2 separate regions of the Pan troglodytes genome follow, and region 2 is linked to region 1. The links are chromatin contacts, called in public HiChIP or PLAC-seq maps. All regions are on one chromosome and are shown on one strand. Each heading gives the region's core, a stretch centred on a gene start, on an enhancer-like site or on the middle of the called end of the contact. The rest is flanking DNA. Distances are from core to core; before and after follow the strand shown.

The links. HiChIP or PLAC-seq counts read pairs in DNA pulled down with a chosen protein or histone mark.
Region 2: an H3K4me3 HiChIP or PLAC-seq map of stem cell-derived excitatory neurons shows a contact between it and region 1, with 2.4 times the contacts expected there. The contact joins the promoter of RARS1 here to the promoter of WWC1 in region 1. A contact is called at or near these places in 1 of 7 Hi-C or Micro-C datasets (stem cell-derived neural progenitor cells) and 1 of 1 datasets of contacts at active chromatin or transcription factors (stem cell-derived excitatory neurons).

The regions. Positions count from the first base shown.
Region 1 is chr4:165,963,515-165,966,214 of NHGRI_mPanTro3-v2.0_pri, reverse strand. WWC1 (WW and C2 domain containing 1) reads right to left here and starts at 1,410. Exons shown (of 23, transcript XM_527107.8): 1 at 784-1,410. The coding sequence starts at 902.
Region 2 is chr4:166,160,470-166,163,169 of NHGRI_mPanTro3-v2.0_pri, reverse strand. It overlaps RARS1 (arginyl-tRNA synthetase 1), which reads right to left and starts at 1,260. Exons shown (of 15, transcript NM_001246569.1): 1 at 1,188-1,260. The coding sequence starts at 1,232.

The DNA.
Region 1 (2,700 bases), core at 161-2,660:
TGCAGGGCTGAGGAGCCTCGCCGCCCCCTTCCCCGATCAGGGAAGAAAGAGAGGAGAAAGAGGCGAGGGGCAAGGCTTTCCGGGAGGCCTCTCACCTCCATCTCCATCCTAACAGCTTCCAAGTTGCTGCCAGATTCCTGGATAACCAGTCTCCCTCATCTGCCCTCCCCCGCTTCTTCACTTCCTCCCCACCCTCGGGTTCCAGGGCCCCCTGGCTGCCCCTGTGCTGTTCTCAGCAGCTTCCAAGGCACCTGTCAAAAAGCACACCTCGGGTTGCCTTCCCCTGCGCCGAGTGCCCTCTCTCCAGTGGTCTCCCACGGAATCCTGGGGTCTTGACCACCCCCTCTAACCGGACACTTCCCCATCCCCATCCGCCCACCCCCACGCTGGATGGAAGCCTTCCCGGGAAGACCCGGCTTCACCCGGCTAGGTCGCTCCCCCAACCCCCGCCCCCGCCCGACCTCTCTTCCTAAAGGGGGCGGGCGGGGCTAGAGCTTAAGGTCAAAACTCCGGGCAGGTGCCGGCTGGGGCCTAAGTCCTCCAACTGGGGATGGCGGTGAGGCAGCCTGGGCCAGCTCCCCGGCAGGCGCCTCCTGTCGGTAGCCCACTGAGGCGGGAGCAGCGCTCCAGAAGGTTGGGGGGAGCAGGGGGTGGCGAACTGAAGAGAGCTCAAGAGGCACGCAGAGCTCCCCTGCCCCCTCCCAGTCCCGGCCGGCGGCTCCAGGGGCAGGTGGGGGCCCAGGCGGGGGTGTGGGGGCACGGAGGAGGGTCCCAGGGTCCTACCTGTCCCGCGGGTCGATCCAGCTGGTGGTGCGGTTCGTGTGGTCTATGTAGTAGACCTTGCCGTCGAAGTCGCGCGCCTCCTCCCAGCCCTCCGGCAGGGGCAGCTCCGGCCGGGGCATCTTCCCGAGCGCTGCCGGCGCTCCCCCATGCAGCTCCCGGCCGCAGCGGGGGCTCAGCGGCTCCAGCCGGCCGCTCTTAGCCCGGGCGGCCGCCGAGGCACCATGATCCGGGGGGTGGCGCCCGCAGATGGGGGGCCCTAGTGGGGGCCGGCCGGGGTGGCGCCGCTGTCCATGCGGCCCTGCAGCCCCGACCCGGCGCCGCCCGCTCCTCCCGCCGCCGGCCTCTCACGCTGCCATGTGCGTCCGCAGCGGCGCGGTGCGAGCCCGGGTGCGCGCCCAGCCGGCCGGGCAGAGCGAGGCAAACGCCGCCGCCGCCGCCGTCTGCCCTCCTCCGCCGCGCGGCGCGCTGCGCCCTCCACGCCGCCGCTGCCGCTGCCGCCTCCCTCCTCCCTGCAGCCGGGTGCCGTCCCTCCTCGCCGCTCCACCGCTCTGAGCTCGCCGGGTTTGTGACTTCTGCCTCCGCCAGGTGCGGCTCGGGCGGTGCAGGTAACCGCGCTGCCCCGGAAACGGGAGGCGGAGCGCCGGGCGCCTGGGTTCCCGGGTCCCCTCCCCGCGCGCAGCGCCTCGAGGGCGGGACCTAGGTCCCGAGACGCGCCCCCTCGTGGGACAGTCCCAGCCGCCGGCCACCCCTACGCTGCCCCTGCCATGGGAAGGAGAGACCGCCCCTCACCTGCGTCCCAGACCTAGGGGGCTGGGCCAAAAACCGCTCTGCCTGTACTTAAAACGCTCCTGTCTCTCTCCACCCGGAGTAGCCAGGCTCTTGGCACAGGTGGCCCCAAATCTTAAAACTCCCTGCTTTTCTGTGGTGTAGAATCAGGAGTCAGGCAAGAAGTGGTTAAATGGAAACATTCTTGCGAATTGGGAAACATAAGTTTTCCAGGATCTCTGGTCCCTTCCCCCAACACAGGCACCATCTGTCTCCTTCTATTCAACTCTCCCTACGACGTTTCGCCCACCCTCCACCCTTCCCCACCATTTGGAAATGTAGCTGGCTCCCCTCAGGGCCCCTAAAATTAGGAGCGCTGTGGATCCGCTTTCCTGGGAGGACTTCCAGAGGGTGTCAGGGAAAACACTTTGTAAAAGTAATAGTAATGCCATTGTTATTGTTAGCTAAATTGAGGACTTACTTGTGACAGGCTGTGGCTAGCAGCTTCACAGGCTTTCTTTCCTGTGATACTTTGAGGTAGGTGTGTTATGGATTTGGGAGAAGTGGGGTTATGAAAAAGAAGAAAGTAAGCAAAACAAAATTCCATCTTGAAAAATGTTCAAGAGAATAAAACAATCAGAGACACAATGTTTCTTGAGAAATTAAAAATGTAGAATTAGCTGGGTGCGGTGGGTCACGCCTGTAATCCCAGCACTTTGGGAGGGTGAGGCAGACAGATTACCTGAGGTCAGGATTTCAGACCAGCCTGGCCAACATAGTGAACCCCATCTCTACTAAAAAATAATAATAATAAATTAGCTGGGCATGGTGGTGCACGCCCGTAGTCCCAGCTACTCGGGAGGCTGAGGCACGAGAATCACTTCAACCTGGGAGGTGGAGGTTGCAGTGAGCCAAGATCGCGCCACTGCACTCCAGCCTGGGCAACAAAGCGAGACTCTGTCTCAAATAAATAAATAAATAAATTTAAAATGTAGCATTAAATACAAAAAGCAAGCTAGCATGATTGAGTGAATGATCAACTGGCTGTTCACTTCCCCATCTCCTCTTACATCTGTGTACTGAGTGGGAATTTAACCCTTTTTTGCCCTCGGCATATGGCAGGAAGCTGGACTGGTCGAATGAAGCCCAGTT
Region 2 (2,700 bases), core at 11-2,510, 200 kb before region 1:
AACTCAGGGGGAGTTCCTCACCTGAAATTTCAGAATACTTACTGGGAGATAGCTACAGTCAAAACCAAATTGCCAAAAATGAGCATACATTATGTTCCAGGAGATGAGCTAAAAACACTTTTCAGAAATTACCTTCATGATTATCACAACCAAGTGAGGCAAAGATAAATACATACCGATAAATAAATGGCTCAGAAATGTAAAGAGCTTGCCAATTTACTTGACTAACTTGTACTTTGTGACTGCTGATTAAGTATAAAGCCGTAACAGGACAGAGTACTGTGAACTATCTTCCTACCATCCCTCCCCACCTGGGCATAAAAGGTAATGGAACTGTTCCGCTTTCACTTTTTTTTGTTGTTGTTGGGGGACGGAGTCTCGCTCTGTCGCCCAGGCTGTAGTGCAGTGGTGTGCTCTCTGCTCACTGCAAGCTCCGCCTCCCGGCTTCACGCCATTCTCCTGCCTCAGCCTCCCGAGTAGCTAGGAATACAGGGGCCCCCCAACACAGCCGGTTAATTTTTTTTGTATTTTCAGTGGAGACGGAGTTTCACTGTGTTAGCCAGGATGGTCTCGATCTCCTGACTTCGTGATCCGCCCACCTCGGCCTCCCAAAGTCCTGGGATTATAGGCATGAGCCACCGCGCCCGGCCGCTTTCACTTTTATATGGTGTGGCTGCTCCTTCCCGACGAATGCTGAGGGCACAGAGCAAACTCCGTTGGTCTGATAATGAATCACCCCATGGGCTTATTAGGAATCCTCTCGCTCAGTAACCCGGGAAGAACTGCGGCTGAGCTGCAAACCAAGACCCAGAGCTCTGAATGTATTCTCCCCTTGTCTATCTCCCCGCATCCCCTAAATCGCGTGTGTATGCAGAAGAGGAGGTGGATTGTAGGGAGAGAATTGTTCTGAACACGCCAGGCTCCAGCCCACCGAAGACGCTGGTTTGGGGGAGGCCTGGGAGAGGGTGGGGACCCTCCATTCCGCTGAAAGTCACAGTCACACGGGCTTTGAAATGATGGGTGCTTCCTCTCTCAACCCTTCCTGTTCCCACAGGGACCGTGCCGCTCCACTCTAAGAGGACCAGGATGGTCCTCGCCTAGCTATCCCGCCCCCGAAGCCGCTTGGGCAGGAGTCAGAGCCTGCTCCATCTCTTTCAGGCCTTCCCGCCGGTCTCCTGCGTCCAAACCTGCTGCAGCAGCCGCGCGGAGCACTCAGACACCAGTACGTCCATCCTCCCATCAGCGTCTCACTCGCCAAGTGGACGGAAGCGGAAACGGTCAGCCTCTCCCGGAAGCGGAAACCCCCTCCGGTCCGCTGTCCCGTCGGACTGGGTGCTGGCGCCTCTGCTGCCTCCTGGCGGAATCCAGTAGACACTGCGAGGAGAACCCGCGGGGATTTCGGCCAGGAGCGAGGCCGCAACTCAGGGACGTTTGGGCGAGGAGAGAGGAATTGAGCAGAGACTAACCAGAGCTGCTCTGTGCTTGGATAGACTAGGACAGTCACTGACCTAGAGCTTCTGGCTCTCAAAGGCCATTTTGTGAAATGGGCACAAAACTAACAAATCCATTCATTTATTCAACAAACATTTATTGTGTACTTTAAAATGCCAGACAGTATTCTAGGCTCTGGGGGCACAGAGAAAACAAAACACACGATCTCCGCTCTCACGGCAGACACATTTTAGAATGGAGAGAGAAAATAGACCAAAAAAGGCAATAATCTCAGGTAGTTTTAATTGCTAGGAAGGCAATGTGATAGAGTGACTTGGGTGAGAGAAGACATCTCTAGGCAAGTGACATTTGAGTTAAAATCTTATTTATTTTTCCAGTTTTATTGAGGTATAATTGACAAAGAGTGTATATCATAACGATGTACAACGTAATGTTTTGATATATGTATACATTCTGAAATGATTACCACAATCAAAATAATTAACATAACCTTCATCTCATACAGTTATCATTTGCATGTGTGTGTGTGCGTGTGTGTGTGCTGTGAACATTTAAGATCTATTCTCATCCTGGGAAACAGCTAAGACCTCGTCTTTACAAAAAAATGGAAAAATAGCCGGGCATGGTGGCATGTGCCTGTAGTCCCTGGTATATAGGAGGCTGAGGTGGGAGGATCACTTGAGCCCAAGAATTTGAGGCTGCAGTGAGCCATGATCATGCCGCTGTACTCTGCCTGGATGACAGAGTGAGACCTTTTCTCTCTCTATTTAAAAACAAACAAAACGAAACGAAAACGAAAACTGCAAGTATACAATATACATTACATCTCTAGAATCTATTCATCCTGCCTAACTGAAACTTTGTAACTTTGAGCAACATCTCCCATCTTTCCTACCTCTGCAGCCCTGACAACCACCATTCTATGCTCTGCTTCTATGAATCTGAATTTTTTAGATTACACATATACATGGGCTAATGTAGTATTTGTCTTTCTGTGCCCGGCTTATTGCACCAACATAATGTTCTCCAGGTTCATCAATGTTGTCACCCATAACAGGGTTTTCTTTTATAAGGCTGAATAATATTTCATTGTATATATATTGAGTTAAAATTATAAACAGCAAACCTGGGATATATGTTCTAAGAGGGCAGGGACCTTAATTATCTTGTTCACTCTTCTCTATGACTCCAGAACTTAGAAAGTAGCACTCTAAACGTTTTCGCTTCTGTGCCTCATAAAAGTATTTT